Regions from separate parts of the Macaca fascicularis genome. Here region 1 is linked to region 2. A link is a contact called in public Hi-C data. All regions are on one chromosome and are shown on one strand. The core of a region is the stretch at or near the end of the contact, and the rest is flanking DNA. Distances in the headings are between cores, read along the strand shown. Region 1 holds the start of ZNF846 (zinc finger protein 846). Region 2 holds the start of LOC102125186.

Evidence for each region. Hi-C and Micro-C count contacts between places; a contact is called where the count stands out from the background.
Region 1: a contact with region 2 is called in a Hi-C map of liver, with 5 times the contacts expected there. The contact joins the promoter of ZNF846 here to the promoter of LOC102125186 in region 2. A contact is called at or near these places in 2 of 2 Hi-C or Micro-C datasets (liver and skeletal muscle).

What each region holds. Positions count from the first base shown.
Region 1 is chr19:10,331,664-10,338,323 of T2T-MFA8v1.1, forward strand. It overlaps ZNF846 (zinc finger protein 846), which reads right to left and starts at 3,593. Exons shown (of 6, transcript XM_065536248.2): 1 at 3,296-3,593.
Region 2 is chr19:10,202,438-10,208,658 of T2T-MFA8v1.1, forward strand. It overlaps LOC102125186, which reads right to left and starts at 3,776. Exons shown (of 5, transcript XM_074025777.1): 1 at 3,706-3,776; 2 at 2,048-2,142; 3 at 1,021-1,109.

The DNA.
Region 1 (6,660 bases), core at 2,343-4,842, 130 kb after region 2:
GAGAGTCCTACAGCAGGGCTGAGACAGTGCAGGAGGTTCCTGCCACGACAGCTGTTTGTCAGCTGATTTTTTGGGTGGGGGGAAGAAGATCCTTCATAAGGTCCTCATAAAGCAATATTGTGGGCGCGGTAGGCGTGGTAGGCTGTGGTGTAGTTGTTGGTGCCAAAAGAATATCAGAGCAGAGGTCCGTTTCTAAAATGACGGCCTCAAGTTTCGCGGTGTCCTCTGGAGAGAGAGTACTGAGGACTTCCTCAACCTGTTCGGAGGAGAGGAAAGGTAGAGTACCCTTTTCACGCGCGTTCGTGTGAAGAGACCACCAAACGCGCTTTGTGTGAGCAGTAAAGCTTTTTAATCATGGTGCAGGCGGGCTGAGTATGACAAGAGAGTCAGTGAAGGGAGATAGGGGTGGGGCTGTTTGATAGGATTTGGGTGGGTAGTGGAAAATTAAAGTCAAAGGGGGTTGTTCTCTGGCAGGCAGGGGTGGGGGTCACAAGGCGCTCAGTGGGGGAGCTTTTGAGCCAGGATGAGCCAGGAGAAGGAATTTCACAAGGTAAAGTCATCAGTTAAGGCAGGGACCAGCCATTTTCACTTCTTTTGTGGTGGAATGTCATCAGTTAAGGCAGGAACAGGCCATTTTCACTTTTTTTGTGATTCTTCAGTTACTTCAGGCCATCTAGATGTATACATGCAAGTCACAGGGGATACGATGGCTTAGCTTGGGCTCAGAGGCCTGACAACCCTCAATTCCCTCCTCCCGTGGCTGCAAGGATTCTAAGATATAGCGAACTGAGGACCAAACTGTCCAAATGGCTGGTGGGATAACATGTCCCGCCCAACAGATTTTGAACTGTCGGCCCACCTCATCCCAATCTTTAAGTTCTAGAGTTCCTTCAGTTGGAACCCAAGGGCAAATGAGATCAACGACCTCAAAGAGTTCAATTAGCTTGTCAAAGGAAATTGAAATTCCTCCTTCTTTAAGAAGGATTCTTATGAAGTTTAAATAGGCCAAGTACTTTGTAGTGGCTTGTCCCATGGTGTCCCCGAGACACTCTGAGTGCCCAAGCTTATCACCAAGCTTAATGACCGCAATCCTCAGAAATCTGTCGCGAAAGTCCTCCGCTGAGTACCGCGCTCAAAGCGCAACTTCACAGAGAGAGAAACCCACGTTGGAGCGCCTTTGTAGGTGTTCTCCCCCTGTGCAGAGCCGAGAGATAGTAAGAAATAAAGACACAAGACAAAGAGATAAAGAGAAAACAGCTGGACCCCGGGGGACCACGACTACCAAGAGGCGGAAACCAGTAGTAGTCCTGAATGGCTGGGCGCGCTGATATTTATTGTATACAAGACAAGGGGACAGGGTAAGGAGGGTGAGTCGTCCGAGCAATTGATAAGGTCAAGCAAGTCACGTGATTATAGCACAGCGGGCCCCCCTTCCCTTATAGGTAGCTAAAGCAGAGAGGGAAGGTAGCCTACGTCAGCGTTTTCTTTTATGTACTTATCAGAAGGATCAAAGACTTCAAGACTTCCACTATTTCTTCTACCGCTATCTTCCAAGAACTTCAAAGAGGAACCAGGAGTAGGACAGGAACATGAAAGTGGACAAGAAGCCTGACCATTGAAGCACAGAACCACAGGGAGGGGTTTAGGCCTCTGGATGACTGCGGGCAGGCCTGGATATTATCCAGCCTTCCACAAGAAGCTGGTGGAGCAGTGTTCCCTGACTCCTCCAAAGAAAGGAGACTCCCTTTCAAGGTCTGCTAAGTAATGGGTGCCTTCCCAGACACTGGCATTACCGCTTGACCAAGGAGCCCTCAAGCAGCCCTTATGCGGGCATGACAGAGGGCTCACCTCTTGCTTTCTCAGTCACTTCTCACAATGTCCCTTCAGCACCTGACCCTATACCCGCCAGTTATTTCTTGGTTATATTAGTAATACAACAAAGAGTAATATTAAAAGCTAATGATTAATGTTTATACTAATGATTGATAATGTCCATGATCATCTCTATATCTAATTTATAACTATTCTTATTCTAACTATTTTCTTTATTATGCTGAAACAGTTTGTGCCTTCAGTCTCTTGCCTCAGCACCTGGGTAATCTTCCGTCCACAGTCTCCCGCGTCACCGAGTCCCGGTCCTCCTATCCTCCTACAGGGAGTCCCTACCTCCATCTCCACCCTCACCGAGACTCCACCTTGGTCTCCGCCTTCATTAAATCCCCCACCGTATTAAGACACCAGCCCCATCTAGGCTCACAGAGACCCCGCCCCACTTACCCCAGCTCCCTGTCACCGAGACCCCGCCCCCATCTCGTCCTCACCGAGTCTCCGCCCCCGCCTCTCCCTCACCAATTCCCCGCCCCCGTCTTCCCTTCACCGAGTCCCCATCCCTGTCTCCCCCCTCACCGAGACCCCGCCCCCGTCTCCCCCTCGTCCCCGCCCCCGTCTCTCCCCTCACCGAGTCCCCGCCCCCGTCTCTCCCCTCACCGAGTCCCCGCCCCTTCTCTCCCTCACCGAGTCCCCGCCCCCGTCTCTCCCCTCACCGAGTCCCCATCCCCATCTCTCCGCTCACCGATACCCCGCCCCCCGTCTCCCCTCATCGAGTCCCCGCCCCGTCTCTCCCTCACCGAGTCCCCGCCCGCGTCTCTCCCTCACCGAGTCCCCGCCCGCGTCTCTCCCTCACCGAGTCCCCGCCCGCGTCTCTCCCCTCACCGAGTCCCTGCCCCCGTCTTCCCTTCACCGAGTCCCCGCCCCCGTCTCTCCCCTCACCGAGTTCCCATCCCCGTCTCTCCGCTCACCAAGACCCCGCCCCTGTCTCCCCTCATCGAGTCCCCGCCCCCGTCTCTCCCTCACCGAGTCCCTGCCCCCTCTTCCCCCTCACGGAGACCTCGCCCCCGTCTTCCCTTCCCCAAGTCCCCATCCCTGTCTCTCTCTCACCGAGACCCGCCCCCGCCTCTCCCTCACCGAGTCCCCGCCCCTGTCTCGCCCTCACCGAGACCCCGCCCACTTCTCTGCCCTTCCTGAGACCCCGCCCCTGACATCCCCTCACCGAGTCCCCGCCCTCGTCTCTCCCTCCCCGAGTCGCCGTCCCAGTCTCCCCATCACCGAGTCCCCAGCCCCCGCTTCCCCTCACCGAGACCCTGTCCGTCATCGAGTCCCAGTCCTCGTCACCCCCTCACCGAGTCCCGCCCTCTTCTCTCCCCTCACTGAGTCCCCGCCCCCCATCTCTCCCCTCACCGAGTCCCCGCCCCGGTCTCCCTCCCTCCAGGTGGTGACGCGGCCCCTGAAGCCCCACCTGGTCGCAGACGAAGGTGCAGGGAAAACCAGCGGGTCAGCGACGGTTACTGTGAAGGAGGCGCCGCTCTGCCCACGCGCACTTCTGATTCCCCTCTCCGGGCTCGGAAGCGGCTGAGGGCTCTGGACCGGGTCTCCGAGGCCTGAGGCAGTGGGAGGGGCGGAGTTCGCGTCCTCCACGATCCTGGGGAGAGGTCCCAGTTTCCGCACAGCCGACAGCGATTGGACCCCGTCCTTCTGGCTTCACTGGGGACCGCGGGGCGCAACCCGGCGCGGGCACGGGGCGGGGGCGGGACCACGATGGAGGGACCTCGAAATGCCTCTGCTCGCTTTCCTCTGCATTTATGGGGCTTGTACGAGGATGCGCTGTTTCTGGGTGGTTTGTTATACGGCCGTAGATAACTTGTTACCTGCCGACAACAGCAGTAAAATAACTAGAAATAAATACAACAACAAAGTATGCAATATCTCTTCGGAGAAATGTGTAAAATACTATTGAAAGAGGTCAAAGATAACCTAGATCAATGGATAGATCTTCCTTGTTGATGGATTAGAAGTTTCAATATAAAGACTTGAATTATCCTTACTTAATATAGAAAGTTAAGTTTTCTGTCAAAATAACATGTTTTGATGAAGAACCTGATCTATTTATAATAAAATGTATGTATATGGAAGTGCAAAAGGCCAGTAAAACCCAAAACACTCCTGAAGAACTGTTGGCACTTACCCTACAGACATTAAGAAATAGACAGGGCCGGGCGCGGTGACTCACGCCTGTAATTCCAGCACTTTGGGAGCCCGAGGTGGGCGGATCACGAGGTCAGGAGATCGAGACCATCCTTGCTGACACGGTGAAAACCCCCTCTCTACTAAAAATACAAAAAATTAGCCAGGCGTGGTAGCGGGAGCCTGTAGTCCCAGCTACTCAGGAGGCCGAGGCAGGAGAATGGCCTGAACCTGGGAGGCGGAGCTTGCAGTGGGCCGAGATCGGGCTATTGCACTCCAGCCTGGGGGACACAGCAAGACTCTGTCTCAAAAAAAAAAAAAATTCATAACACAATGACTGTGTTAACAATATTTCTGAAGTTCACCCTAAGTTTTTCTGGTAATTGGGGTGGCCATTTGTGTTAGCTAATCGCCTTTATCCAAATGAAAAATAAAAATTCTTCTATCTTTTTGGCAAGCAGACAGTTTTAGCTTAGAAGCAGGTGCCTAAGGAGATAGAAGTGTGCTATTGATGCAGGTAAGTGCCATGATTGGGGATTCACCCAGGAAAGAATTCAACTGGTGATGTTACACAAGGATCTTCCATTGACTCAGAGTTGCTTTTTCCAGAGTACAGCCAAAACCTAGGCAGTGTGCCTAGAATCAGCATTTTGTACTGTTGGCTAGCTATATTTATACTCATTTTTAATTACATGCAAATTAAGGGGTATGCCATGCAGAACTTTCTTTTTTTTTTTTTTGAGACGGAGTCTTGCTCTGTTTTTTTTTTTTTTTTGAGACGGAGTCTCGCTCTGTCGCCCAGGCTGGAGTGCAGTGGCCGGATCTCAGCTCACTGCAAACTCCACCTCCCGGGTTCACGCCATTCTCCTGCCTCAGCCTCCCGAGTAGCTGGGACTACAGGCGCCCGCCACCGCGCCCGGCTAGTTTTTTGTATTTTTTTAGTAGAGACGGGGTTTCACCGTGTTAGCCAGGATGGTCTCCATCTCCTGACCTCGTGATCCGCCCATCTCGGCCTCCCAAAGTGCTGGGATTACAGGCATGAGCCACCGCGCCCGGCCCCCATGCAGAACTTTCTAGAAAGGAGGCTGTAACTTCCAGGTCGTTGTTATGGAAGTGAATGGTAACTTTCATGTTGTTGCCATGGTACTTATAAACTGTCAAGGCTCTGGTAGGAGTGTCTTACCCTAATGAGTAAGGAGAGCAACTAGAGATGGCGTTTGGTGCCATCTGCTGGTTCCAGGTGGTTTCTTCACTTTATCCTGTAGGGACCAGGAAATGAAGCAAGTCCTGCCCAGTCTCCTACCTCACTGTGGTCAGAATGTTGTATGTTGTGTGTGTCCTCCCCGCAGGCCACCACCCCGCAAAGCCAAATGCGTAAATCTTAACCCTGGAGGTGATGATATTAGGATGTGAGGCCTTAGGGAGGTGATTAGATCATGAGGGCGGGACCTTCGTTAATGGATTTACTAGCCAGCTTGTCCAAGTCGCCTTGTTATTGTTGTCTTGTTTTGTTTTGTTTTAGTCTTGTAGCAGCCGAAGCCATGGTTTTTAGTTTCTGTCTCTAGTGATAAGTGGAAAAGAGGGATGAGGAAGGGGCTTTACTGGCCCAACCAGAAACAAAAACTAATAACCCATAACTGTATTCTTGAACACCCCTGTATGGGATTGGCTGTGGAGACATTCTCAACCTATCACCTGATTATGAGGTATGAGGTAGGAAATGTCTTTGTGTTTAAGGAGGGACTGTTCTGAATGTCCACGTTGATTCCAACTGAAGACGTTAAAGTCTAGAGTCTGTGGGAAAAGGAAGAAGCTTAATTGAATGTCTTTCTTTTTTCTTTTCTTTTCTTTCTTTTTCTTTTCTTTTCTTTTCTTTTTTTTTTTTTTTGAGACGGAATCTGGCTCTGTTGCCCAGGCTGGAGTGCGGTGGCGCGATCTCGGCTCACTGCAACCTCCACCTCCGGGTTCAAGTGATTCTCCTGCTTCAGCCTCCCAAGTAGCTGGGATTACAGAAGCGTGCCACCACACCTGGCTAATTTTTTATTTTTAATAGAGATGGAGTTTCACCATGTTGGCCAGGCTGGTCTCAAACTCCTGACCTCATGTGATCTGCCCACCTCGGCCTCCCAAAGTGCTGGGATTACAGGCATGAGCCACCAGGCACGGCCTGAATACCTTTTTTTTTTTTTTGAGATAGAGTCTGGCTCTATCACCCAGGCTGGAGTGTGGTGGTGCGATATCCGCTCACTGCAACCCCGGCCTCCCAGGTTCAAGTGATTCTCCTGCATCAGCCTCCCAAGTAGTTGGGACTACATGCGCCGGCCACCATGTCTATTCTTTTTTTTTTTTTTTTTTTGAGACAGAATCTCGCTCTGCCCAGGCTGAAGTGCAAGTGGCGCGATCTCAGCTCACTGCAAGCTCCGCCTCCTGGGTTCACGCCGTTCTCGTGCCTCAGCCTCCCAAGTAGCTGGGACTACAGGCACCTGCCACCATACCCGGCTAATTTTTTGTATTTTTTAGTAGAGACGGGGTTTCACCGTGTTAGCCAGGATGGTCTTGATCTCCTGAATTCATGATCCACCCGCCTCGGCCTCCCAAAGTGCGGGGATTAGAGGCGTGAGCCACCGTGCCTGGCGTCTT
Region 2 (6,221 bases), core at 2,526-5,025:
GATATTTCTCAGTTGTGTCCAGTAAAGCCCACTCCTCCGGGGTGAAGTCCACAGCCACATCATCAAACGTCACTGAATCCTATGTTATCATACACATGCTGGTTTGAGCCAATGAACACTTCCACCAATGCTCACTGGAGAATGAGGAAGGGGAACCTTAAACTCACTTATACGTGGTTCTCAGGTCTCCCATGATCTACTCCAGGGTTTAATGTCTCAGGAGCTCTTGTGTCTAAACACTCAAAGGTGACCTCCAACAGGCATATGCCTTAAACAGCACTTTAAAATTTTTTTTTTAATCTTTTTTTCCTGATCTATTTATTTTTAACTTTTTAATATTTGCGTTTTTAAATTTTAAATTTTATTTTTATTAGAACAGTACTTCCTTCCTAAACATGAATTTTTATCTATCTAGCATCTATCTATCTATCTATCTATTCAATCTGTTTATTTATTTATATATAAAGACAGGGTCCCACTGTGTCACCCAGGCACAACTGCTGCTTACTGCAGCTTCAATCTCCTGGGCTGAAGTGTTCCTCCCACCCCAGCCTTTAGAGTAGCTGGAATTACAGGCATGAGCCACTGCAAACTGCTTACACTTTATCTCAGCACAACCAGGTTAGGAGCTCTTCCTGTCCCATTGGTCTCTATGTAGCACACTCCTGAGCACACTGCAGATAACTGATAAATGCTGATGAGTAAATAAATTATTTGATAAAAGGACACTTTCCTCTCTCTTATCATCTGTCACAGAACCCAGCAATATAAGAAACATGCAGTTAGCACCAAGAAAGTCAAGCTTAATTAGTAATTACTGAGATATTGAGATGACTTTCAACTTAACACTTTACATATAGGAGACTTCATTCCCTGCGGAAATTCATCTGGGGACTCAGTCCTTGAGTAAGGCTTCATTTGCTCTAAGAAAACTCTGGAGATGAGTCTGTCTAGAAGGAAATGTGTCTACCTATTGGATGTAAGTATGTCATTTTGTATAACAGTACATTGTCTGTTTACCTGATAAGAATTTGCCAGGTAGTCCTCCACCATCCTTTCTGCCTTTGTCTTTTCTTCAAAAGGGCAGACTGGTTCCCTGGAAAAAAACCCTAGTGGAAAAGTAAGAAGGCAATGAGAAGCCAGAGCTGCCCATCCTAACCACATTCTCATGCCTAGAAGTCACTCCATCCTAGCTTGAAATTCCCATATGCTCCTGCACACTCGAGAAAACTGTACACACACAACACTGCCATGAAATGCCATAGTAGTCCTGTGTCAGCTAGACCCAGAAAAGCAGATGTGGGCCGAGCTGCCTGTTGGGTAAAGGGTAATAGTTTCATTTTACAAGGAAACTTACACCCTGAAAAATGTGACTCTCTATCTGCCCATAGTAGTAATACTCATGAAGCTTATGTAGCATTTCCTAAGGCACACAAACCAGGGCTGAATTCTAAAACAGCATCCTGGCTGGGCACAGTGGCTCATGGCTGTAATCCCAACATTCTGGGAGGCCAAGGCGGGCAAATAACTTGAGGTCAGGAATTTGACACCAGACTGGCCCATATGATGATACCCCGTCTCTACTAAAAATACAAAAATTATGGGAGGCTGAGGCAGATAATTGCTTGAACCCAGGAGGCAGAGGTTGCAATGAGTCGAGATCACAGTACTGCACTCCAGCCTGGGAGACAGAGTGAGAATCCGTCTCAAAAACAAAAACAAACAAACAAAAATTAGCCAGGCCTGGAGGTATGTGCTTGTGGTCCCAGCTACTTGGGAGGCTGAGGCAAGACAATCACTTGAACCCGGGAGGCGGAGGTTGCAGTGAGCTAAGATTGCACCACTGCACTCCAGCCTGGGTGACGGAACAAGATTCTGTCTCAAAAACAAACAAACAAACAAACAAACAGCATTCTGTTGTGGTTCACTTCAATTCCTCCTAAAAGAATCAGCTGCATGCCTGCTCAGGCCCAGCTCACTGGACTCTTGTGGTGTGCAGGGTGACCTAAAGCAGAATCTCTGAAAAAGAGCATCAACAAGGACTTACCATGGGACAAATCAATGGTTGCCATTCTCTGAAGCTGATAGTGCGATGTGCATCCCTTCCTTGATGCCAAGATCACCTCAGGGCAGCTTATGAATCTAGGTGGATAGAGGCAATCTCCATTTCTCTTTGTACAGGGTTATTTGCGGTCCTGTTCATATCAATCATCAAACAACAAGCATGAAACATCAGTCATCAAACATTATGCCTGAACTTTGCCTCTGCAGGTGACAGATGTGAAGGCCACCAAAAATTGCTCACTCAGTATCGTCACTCAATAACAAAAGTATTAATGACAGTAACTGACATTTACTGAGGACTGATATGCCAGAAGTAGCTCTAGTAGCTTTATATATACATGCTAACTTAATTACAACCATCCTTCCCAATAGCTATCATTACATCTATCCTCTCTCTCTCTCTCTCTCTCTCTCTCTCTCTCTCTCTATTGAAACAGGGTCTTACTCTGTTGCCCAGGTTGAAGTGCAATGGCACCAACACGACTCTCTGTAGCCTAAACCTCTGGGGCTCAAGTGATCCTCCCACCTCAGCCTCCTGAATAGCTGGGACCACAGGTAGGCATCGTCACTCCTTATTATTATTATTATTATTATTATTTTGAGACAAAGTCTCACTCTGTTGCCCAGGCTGGAGTGCAGTGGCGCCATCTCGACTTACTGCAACCTCTGCCTCCCAGGTTCAAGCGATTATCAAGCCTCAGCCTCCTGAGTAGTTGGGATTACAGGTATGCACCAGGATGCCTGGCTAATTTTTGCGTTTTTAGTAGAGATGGGGTTTCGCCATGTTGGCCAGGCTGGTCTCGAACTCCTGGCCTTAAGTGATTCTTCTACTTCAGCCCCCCAAGTAGCTGGGACTACAGGTGCACACCACTGGGTCCGGCTATTTTGTATTTTTAGTAGAGACAGGGTTTCACCAGGTTGCCCAGGCTGGTCTCAAACTCCTGGGCTCAAACAATCCTCCTGACTTGGCTTCCCAAAGTGCTGGGATAATAAGCATGAGCCACCATGCCTGGCCCATTACCTCTATTTAATACTGAAAAAACCTACATTCAAACAACCCTAGTAATTGGTCTGATATTTGTCCCTAGAGCCTAATCTCCTGTGGATGCTGTTACCCCTCAATATGACCAGAAGACAGTTCAGACCTGCACAGAACAATTCAGTAGTCACCAGCCATGTGTGTTATTAACTTCACTATGTACCTAAGATAACTGAAGAACAGAATTTAAAATTTTCAAAAGTTGGCCGGGTGCGGTGGCTCACACCTATAATCCCAGCACTTTGGGGGACCGTGGCAGACAGATCACCTAAGGTCAGGAGTTCAAGACCAGCCTGGCCAACATGGCAAAACCGTCTCTACTAAAGATACAAAAGGTAGCCGGGCGTGGTGGCACTTGCCTGTAATCCCAGGTACTCGGAAGGCTGAGGCAGGAGAACTGCTTGACCCAGGAGGCAGAGGTTGCAGAGGTTGCAGTGAGCTGAGTGTGCAGCCTTCTCGGAACTGGCTGCGCAGGGAGGACCGATAGTCCCTGGAGAAGCGAGCGAAGTGAACTGGATGCGGGAGGCTCCTGCGCGACGGCGCGCAATCATTCCTTTGCCGCCCCCTGCTATCTACGGAACCGCCAAGCAGGCGGAACTCACCACAGCCGCGGCTGACTCCGCCACCATAAAGGCGAAACCCCACTGACCGAGAGGAGCCAGCGCCGGAAAAGATGGCGGGGGTGCGCTGACGTCACTTCCGCTTCGAGCCTCTGGCCGGGCGGGGCTCGTGGGCTCGAGTTTCAAACACAGAAATTCTGGTTTCCTCCCGGGTGGGTGCGGAGAAGGCCTGGGGTTAGCACAGGGAGGAGGATGCAGAAATAGATCCAGAGAAAACATTGAGGTTAAAACCGGGCCTCCGGACGGAACTGTGGGCGAGGGATGGGGCCCGTACTCGGGGGCGGTTTAGAGGTGGGACCGGGCCTAGCAGGCTGTGCAGGCGGCTGGTCCGGCTGGAAGGGCGGGGATGAGGGATTGGACGCATCCCAGGGGATGCTCCTCTAAAGCTTTTCTCGGGAGAGCGCAGTGGCTCACGCCTGTAATTCCTGCACTTTGGGAGACTAAGGCAGGTACACAGCTTGAGTCTGCTGGGAACTGGTGCTTAGTTTGGCAAAATCAACACTGAGACAAAGGATCTCAGCAAGGCTAGTTTACTTTCTGCAGAATGGGTGCCACTGGCTAGCAGTTTTGCCACCAGAGCACACACTAACAAAAGAGACAGGGTTATTTAAACTTGACGTGTCCACTCTACTGCTGTGTCCATCTTCCATTGGCCAGAACAGGACCTCACCTTCTATACATGACTGGATTGGCTAGCTACTTAGAACTTCCCACAAGAGGCAAAGGCAGAGGAGAACAAAGGAAGAGAGGAAATAACTTGTGGACTGTTGAAAGAGGCAAAAACACTTCTAAATAAAGGAATAGGCCATGACCTAATGCTTGCTCGGACCAGTTCAGGCATGCCCGGGCAAATATCTAGGCTAAGATGTGGGAGCTAAGAACACAGAGTATATTGATTTCTTTATTACAGCTGGTAGAATTTAAGAATATTACCACAGATCTTTCAGAAAATTTGGCTTCTAAGAGGGATTACTATTTATTTTCAGACTGGGAGGAAAGTCCCTTTGAAGAGGAACCGCTATTTCATTTTCTACAAGTCCAAGAGTTTGAGACCAGCCTGGGCAAAGTAGCAAGACCCTGTCTCTATTTATGTATGTATATGTGCATACATATATATGGTGTGTGTGTATACATATATATATATGTTTGAAATGCTTGTTCCTCGGTGCCATGAAGAAATAGCACTTGAACATTAATTTAATTTACTCAGCAAGGACGTTTTTAGTTCCTACAGAAAGGGTACACTCACCAGCAGTTTTGCCACGAGAGTACACCAAACAAAGGAGACAGGGTCGTTTATAACCTGATGCTTCCACCCTACTGCTGTATTCGGTTTCCGTTGGCTGGAACGGGACCTCACATTCTATATTTGTCCTGATTGCCTAGCAACTTGTCACTTTTTAAAAGAGGCAAAGGTAGACGAGAACAAAGGAAGGAGGAAGTAACTTGTGGAATGCTGAGAAGGGTCAAAACACCTTCAAATAAGGAAAAGGAACAGGCTATGACCTAATGCTTGTTTGGATCAGTATAAGCATGCCAGGGCAAATATTTAGACTAAATTGTGGGAACTAAGAACGTAAAGTACATTGATATCTTTATAACGGCTAGCAGATATTTGAGAATGTTAGCACAGGTCTTTGAATAAATTTTGCTTCTAAGAGAAGTTACTATTTATTTCTAATTAAATGGGAAGGAATGTCTTTGAAGAGGAACCTCTACTTTAGTTTTTAGATATAAATATAAAGCTTGTTTGTATGTCTCTCCTCATGTTCCTAGAGCCTTTCCATGATTCTTCCATATTGATAAACCTGTCAGTGAATGGCATGGTCTATCTCTTCCATTCAGTCAGGCTTTCTGTAGGCCTTTATTTCTTCATTCTTTATTTTTTAAAACCTGCTGATTGCATTGTGTTTTGTTTCTTGCTGCTTGCTTGCTTGCGACAGATCTCACTGGATCTGGCCAGGATGGAGTGCAGTGGCCTGATCTCAGCTCACTGCAACCTCCGCCTCCCAGATTCAAGCGATTCTCCTGCCTCAGCCTCTGCAGTAGCTGGGATCACAGGTGCCTGTCACCATGCCCAGCTAATTTTTGTATTTTTAGTAGAGAACAATTTCATCACGTTGGCCAGGCTGATCTCAAACTCCTGACCTAAAATATCTGACCACCTCAGCCTCCCAAAGTGCTGGGATTATAGGCATAAGCCACCACGCCCAACCACGTTTTCAATATAATAATATTTTCTATAACTCCTGATTTTTTTTTATCTTCATCAAATATGTATTTCTGGCTGGGCATGGTGGCTCATGCCTGTAATCCTAGGACTTTGGGAGGCCAAGGTGGGAGGATGGTTTAAGGCCAGGAGTTTAAGACAAGCCTGGGCTACACAGCAAAACCCCATCTCTCTCTATATATACATAAAATAAAATTTTAAAATGTTATTTCTTTTTTTTTTTTTTTGGAGACATAGTTTCGCTCTGTCGCCCAGACTAGAGTGCAGT